2 separate regions of the Mus musculus genome follow, and region 2 is linked to region 1. The links are chromatin contacts, called in public Hi-C maps. All regions are on one chromosome and are shown on one strand. The core of a region is the stretch at or near the end of the contact, and the rest is flanking DNA. Distances in the headings are between cores, read along the strand shown. Region 1 overlaps Gm46261 (a long non-coding RNA gene). Region 2 has its middle 51 kb from the start of Fam114a2.

Evidence for each region. Hi-C and Micro-C count contacts between places; a contact is called where the count stands out from the background.
Region 2: a Hi-C map of cortical neurons shows a contact between it and region 1, with 2.5 times the contacts expected there. The contact joins two enhancer-like sites. A contact is called at or near these places in 2 of 484 Hi-C or Micro-C datasets (cerebral cortex and cortical neurons) and 1 of 9 other capture datasets (embryonic stem cells).

The regions. Positions count from the first base shown.
Region 1 is chr11:56,626,178-56,629,354 of GRCm38.p6, forward strand. It overlaps Gm46261 (a long non-coding RNA gene), which reads right to left. Exons shown (of 7, transcript XR_001780132.2): 6 at 1-4. Among named protein-coding and RNA genes, the nearest start is that of Gm32649, 4.2 kb to the left of the region's middle. Within about 2 kb of position 1,719, at least 21 of the 459 cell types and tissues checked have an H3K27ac peak or open chromatin away from gene starts, as enhancers often do. A contact at or near this core is called in cortical neurons, where this site is marked.
Region 2 is chr11:57,466,309-57,469,568 of GRCm38.p6, forward strand. No RefSeq gene overlaps it. Among named protein-coding and RNA genes, the nearest start is that of Fam114a2, 51 kb to the right of the region's middle. Within about 2 kb of position 1,568, at least 29 of the 459 cell types and tissues checked have an H3K27ac peak or open chromatin away from gene starts, as enhancers often do. A contact at or near this core is called in cortical neurons, where this site is marked.

The sequences.
Region 1 (3,177 bases), core at 469-2,968:
ATCACTGTCTCAAATAAAACAACAAAAGAGCCACTTTTAAAGACATCAAGGACAGTCTGTAGGAGAAAGGGACACATGGATGCAGTGGAGGACAGCAAGAAGCATCAGTGTGGGAACTATCTAGCTGACTATGGGTGGGTAGTATTGCAGGAGCCACGGGATGCTGAGGGAAGATGTTAAGGTGTGGTATAGCACTGGCCTGACTTGCTATTTCACCATGTGATATAACATCTCAGCATTCACGTTCCACATACCCACAGCGTAGCTACACAGTGTAAAAGGCTGGCCCAAGTGACTTAGTACTGTTTTGTTTGACAGTCTGTAGGCAAATTTTCATTTGTTTTAAAATGTTTCTCTTTTTTGGCAACAGTTTTTTGCTTTGTCTCAAACTTCTGTGTACTGAGATGTCTGGGTTTTACATTTTTAGCCAGCACTTCTTGCATCTGATAAGACTGGACAATTGATTGACAGTGATGTTGGGTGATGGTCTTCAACTGAACTTGCTTTGTAGCTGAGAATGACATTCAACTTCAGTTCATCATGGAAATACTGGTCAGTCAGTCAGTCAGTCAGTCAGTTAGTTAGTTAGTTAGGTTTTGTTTGTTTGTTTGTTTGTTTGTTTGTTTGTTTTATCAACTTGATACAAGCTAGGGTCATCTGAGAAGAGGGAGCTTCAGATAAGACAATACTACCATCAGATTGACCTATAGGCAAGTCCATGGGACGTTCTCTTGACAATGATTGATTTTGGAGGTCCCAGCTCACTGTATGCGAGTCATGCCTAAACAGGTGGTTCTATGTTGGGTAAGATAGCAAGCTGAGCAATCTATGAGGAACAACCCAGTAAGTAGTGATCCTCCACGGCCTCTGCTTCAGTTCCTGTCTTCAGATTGCTGCCTTGAGTTCCTGACCAGACATCACTTCATCTCAACTAAAAGCTAAAACAAACCCTTCTCTCCCAAGTTGCTTTTGGTCATGATGTTTTATCACAGCAACAGTAGGTTATCTGAGACACAGGGTATGCTTGGTTTACTTGCATACAGTGCACAGAAAAGGTGCTGTGATGGGAACTTAACTGAAAAATAGCAGCTTGGCTAATTTGTGGTAGTTTATTATTTTGAAAAAAAGGAGGGGGAAGGAGGAATGAAAGAAGGGAGGGAAGGAAGGAAGGAAGGAAGGAAGGAAGGAAGGAAGGAAGGAAGGAAGGAAGGAAGGAAGGAAGGAAGGAAGGAAGGGAGGGAGGGAGGGACGGAGGGAGGGAGGGAGAGAAGAAACCAGGGAGTGAGGGAAGGAGAAACAAAGGGAGAGGAGGGGAAGAATTGAAGGGAGCAGCTTTGTTCTTTTTCCTTAGTCCTCTCTCCTTCTCTCCCTCCCTCCCTCTTTTCTCTCCTCCCTTCTTCCTGTTCGCTTCCTTACTCATGAAGGGTCTATTCACATATTGAAAACTCATCTGACTCATGAAAAGTTAATGTGAGATCCTGAAGGTGGGTGATGGTTTCATCTTTTTTTAAAAAATCATTTTTGTGCATATTCTCCACTCCTCGTTCCTCTCCAGAGCATCCCAAAACCAAATCCATGGTGCCTTCATCCTGCCTGGCACTTTGCACACCTGGCTGGCTTCCCTGGGCTGTCAGTGAGCAGGCTGCCAGCCTCCAGGAAGCCGTTCCAGCACCCTTGCCGCTGTCAGGACTGCTTGTGGGCTGGAGACAAGGAAAACAAATGCTGCTAATGAGCTGGAAACATAACACACTTGTAAGAACCAGCACAGAGATGAGCTGCTCCCTATTCTTAGGGAAAGGGGGAAAATGGAAAAAGACAGAATGCAGAGCCCTAATTCCAAAGCACTCAGCTCACCACAGCTCACAGCAAGTTGGGCTCATGCCTCTCCCTACCCCTCTCACGCTGACTGACCCAGCCTTCATTCACATGTGCATATGGAGAGATGACAGCACAAATTAGAGTCTGGAGTCTAGGCCTTGTCAAGGTCAATGTTCTCTATCCCTGTTCTGTAACCCTGTTCTTCACCCACATGCCAGATGCCTGTTGTCATTCAGTTGGCCTGGGTTCTCAGGCCTTTCTGTCTTCTCCACTATAGATAGAAAAGTCAGTTGTTTAGTTTTGTTGTTTTGAAACAGGATCTCCTGGAGCCTAGGCTGGTCTTTCAATTACTTGGTAGCAGAGGATAACCTTAAACTTCTGACCCACTCTTCTATCTTTACTTCCCAGGGGTTGGGATTATAGATATATGCCACCATGTAAGGCCTCTACACTGCCTAGTAAAGGACAAAGAGGCTCATGACATCACTGGGTTCCATATGGTCTGGTTTGAGAGTAGAATAGATGTTGACTGAAATAAGTACAAATGCTAGCCTGGTCTCTTGGCAGACACCTGGCTCATGGGGTGATAGCTCCCAATCAGAACAACCCATTCTCGGTAGGCAGCCATGTATAAATTCTAGGTCTTCCATAAAGAAATAGCCACTAACTTGCAGCTTAAAGCAGTCAAATTTATGTGCTTACATTTGGATCCAGGGAGCCAAAGCTCCGGGTGTCAGCAGTGTTGGTTCTTTCCAGAAGTTCTGTGGGGATAGTGTGTTCCCAGACTTACTCCTAGCTGGTGGGGAGTGCTGGCAAGCCTTTTTACCCCATGCTTATACACACAAGGCCTCAGTGTATAGCCCCATCTTCACAAGGCCATAGAAGTGTGGCTGCCTGCTTCTCTTCTGTGAACACCTGCCATGAACATAGAGCCCACCTTTGATTCATACTGCTCTCACTTGAGGGTTCTTTGCTTTTGTTTTTTTGCTTGTTTGTTTGTTTGGGTTTTTGTTTGTTTGTTTGTTTTTTTACCATTTATATTATTGCTGCCCTCTCATTCAGTTCCCTCCTACCCATCCCCTGTCCCAGTCTTCTCTGAGAAGGTAGGGTCTATGCTGAGTATAAGCCCAGCCTGGTGTTTCAGGTTTCTGCAGAGCCAGACAAGGCATCCCTTTTGAGGAATAGATTAATTCCAGCTGCAGGCAAGAACATATCCATGGGTTCTAAGAAAACACAAATTGCTTGAGGGTGGGGGCACTGAGCTCAGCTTATCTAGTTTCTCCCTTCTTGTAATAGCCCCTCTGTTTTGAAGGATAGCATCCCTACTCCTCAGCCCTCATTTTAAGGAGTTGGCTGGTC
Region 2 (3,260 bases), core at 318-2,817, 840 kb after region 1:
CTCAATTTTGTAGCAATGAATACACGCTGCTTGGATAACACGGTGGAGGGCTGTTTTCATAAACGACTTACTTTGCTCTCAACCTTGGGCTCCACACTATGCAGAAGAGCTTGTTCCCTGGGCTCTCTCCACATGGAATGGGGCATGATAGATAACAGACCAGCCTGGACCGACGAAGAACAAGCGGAGAGCAAACGTGTTGCCCAGCAGGGTTAGAGGACCCAAGGAGGCAGAGCCTGCTGGTAGTGCCCCGCAGCAGCCAAATCTAGTGCCAGGCCTGGTGAGACAAAGTAGCTCAGACATGCATGTCACAAGTACAAACCGAACCCATCTGTGCCAGTCCCTCCTAGGGATAAGGTCAGAGGATGGAAATTGTTTTCAAAGGCATGGACCCCAAAAGTAAACTATCCTAATTTATGTCTTTGGACAGAAGTCACGAACATTCTTCTTGGTCCTGTTCTGTCTTCTGGAGGCCTGGAATGCCAGAGGGTAGCCATCTTGGTCCTGTTATCTCTTTCTTCTCTTTCTATGATGGATAATTGACCACCCCAAGCAGAGAACAGACACCCGATTACCTTGACGTGACCGGCTCATCCTCCTCTTCATGGCTTAACCCAGTCTCTGCCATAAATCCTATTAAACATTTAAAAACAAAAACAAAAAAAGCAACAGCACTGGACTATCAGCTGGATGGTGTCCCATGTGCGGGTCTCCTACCGTCAAGTAACTCCATCTCCTTTCTTAAGTTCCTACCCATGAATCCGTAATAAGACTCTTTCTAAACTCAGCATTTCTCCATGAATTTCGTTCTTCGAATTTGAGAGACAGGAACCCTGAGGCCATCGACCAAGTGGCGGTTTTGTGTAACTGAGCACCTAGTATCCCATCTACTGGGTTTAACCCCCCCCCGCCCCCCGCCGCCGCTGCCCCCAGAGAAAGGAAGGCTTCGTGTTACTTAAAGGCACCCCACTTCTCCCTTATCACGAGGAGTCACCATGCGTTGTGACAGAGTTCCATCATGAAGAAGGAAGTCTCTGGTCCCAGCAGAACGCCAGGCTGGGCAAGATTTGCACAGCCATATCTGAGCTGAACACAACACTTAAGAGTCAGTCATTCTGTGGGGAACCAGTACCTGGGGGGTGTAGGAAGGAGGCGGGGACTTCCTATCACAGACCCTGGTGATAACAAGTTATACAAGGTCCAGAGTTACAAGCCCTGGTCCCCTTCCGGCTCTGCCTCGACTTCCTCAGAATGAATCCCTCCCATCTATGGATTCCAGCGCCACAACTGCTAGGCTCCTACCAGGCTCTGCCTCTTCCCCTGCTCCTTGGCATTCCCCTGTTCCATGACCTCTCGAGCCTCTGGAAGCCCCAAGGTTCCTCTTCTGAGCAGATAGGCAAGAGGACCGCACCTAACTCAGAAAAGCATTGTGCTTAGAAACTCTAGCTGCAGGCTGCATCTGAATCTATCGTAAATGGCTCTAAGGATCCGAAGTTATGAGGCATTACAGCCAGGAGAGAAAGGAAATGAGCAGCCCCAGCTCAGCAGGCACATTGAAGGCTCCGGAGAGGAGAGCGGACCCCTGTGCAGACAAAAGATACTAGGAGCAGCTCTAGCTAGCCGTCTAGGCCATATCCTTGGGGCAGCACTGCCACCTGCTGGCCAGAAAGGAGCTTTGCAAGAAGGTGCCTTCCCAGCTGGCCCGGATAAAAAAATAAACCTTTAATCCCAGAAGACTGGACACAGACCGGAGCCCCAGAGATGGGGGTGTGATCAACGGAAAGGCTTAGGGATGTACTGGGATTCTAGAGGTATGAAACCCTGGTTCATGTCCCTACTTTTAAACATATCAGTTGCACACTGCTTAGCTTCCCAGGCCACCATTTTCTGGTCCAGGAAACTTCTATTCTAGTTTTGTTTCTGTTGTAATAAAACATTCAATAAAAAGCACCTTAGGGACAAAAAAAAATTCATTTGGCTTAAGATTCCAGGTTAAATTATTGTGAGGAAGTTAAGACAGGAACTTTAAGCACTACGCCCACAGTTGAGAGCGGGAGAGAATAAACACACAGATCCTTGCTTGATTGCTCTGCTTAGGGAATGGTGCCGCCCACAACAGACTGTGTCTTCCTATATCAGATGATCTAGGCAGTCCCCAGAGACGTGCCCACAGGTCAACATCTAGATAAGAGTCATTAAAACTCTCTTCCCAGGTGACTCCACTTTGTGTCAAGTTACCAGTTAAAAACTAACCAGCATGATCTGTCCTTTGTCAACTTGACCCACAAGCATGTCACTTTAAGCCATAACTTTCCATCCCTTGTCCCCAAAGTAACATGTTAAAATCATAATATAAAATACAATTCAATTCCAAAAAATCCCCCACCCCCAAGTCTTTAAAACTTCCATTGCTACAAAAGTCTATTTAAATCTCCAAAGTCTTGGTTGTGGGCTCATATAAAATAAAAGACAAGGGGCTGGAGAAATGTTAGGAGCATGTCAAAGATTGAGAGTGTTTGAGGATCCTAGTTCGGATCCCAGCACCCACATCAGGGCTCTCACAATTCCCTGTAACACCATGGACACAGAATCTGGCGCCCTCTTCTGATTTTTGCAGGTATTGCACTCAATATGCATATATCACCTATAGATATAAGTGCATTTATACAATTAAAAACAAGGCCTTTTAAAAAAAAAAAACAAATAATACTGCCTCGTTTGGGAGTAAGAATGAACATTAAATCCATGACTAAATTGTGAGATCCATGAAAGTGTCTCTCCCGTCACACCCACTGATCTTCAAGGTGAACCTCAGTATGGAGTCCCCACGCTGACTACATCATCACTCCTGGGTGCTTGTCACAGAAGCAGGTGCTTAGGCCCTTCTGAGTATGTCACTGGCATCTGCACTGTGACAAAGACCTCATTCCCACGTGATTTCTCGTGCCCATCAGGGTTCACGAGTTCCCACAACAGGACCAGGGCACCAGGCAGAGGTTCTTGGCGTCTCTCTAAGTCTCCTTTTTCCTGTACAGGCAAGGGGCTAAGAGTCCTGTCTGGTAAGCCGGGTGACATCATGCTAATGAGAAATAATGCCGATTTGACACGAGAGGCTGCTGACCAGGTGAGTAACGTACCTGCTCCTCACATGCTCCTTGAGAAAAAGAGGCTTAGGAGACATGAAGTCAACGGAGTCTCGTGGTGTGAGGGGGGGTGGGCAAAGAGGTAGAGTGGGGAGTTTTCTCAGACTACTTCTAGAG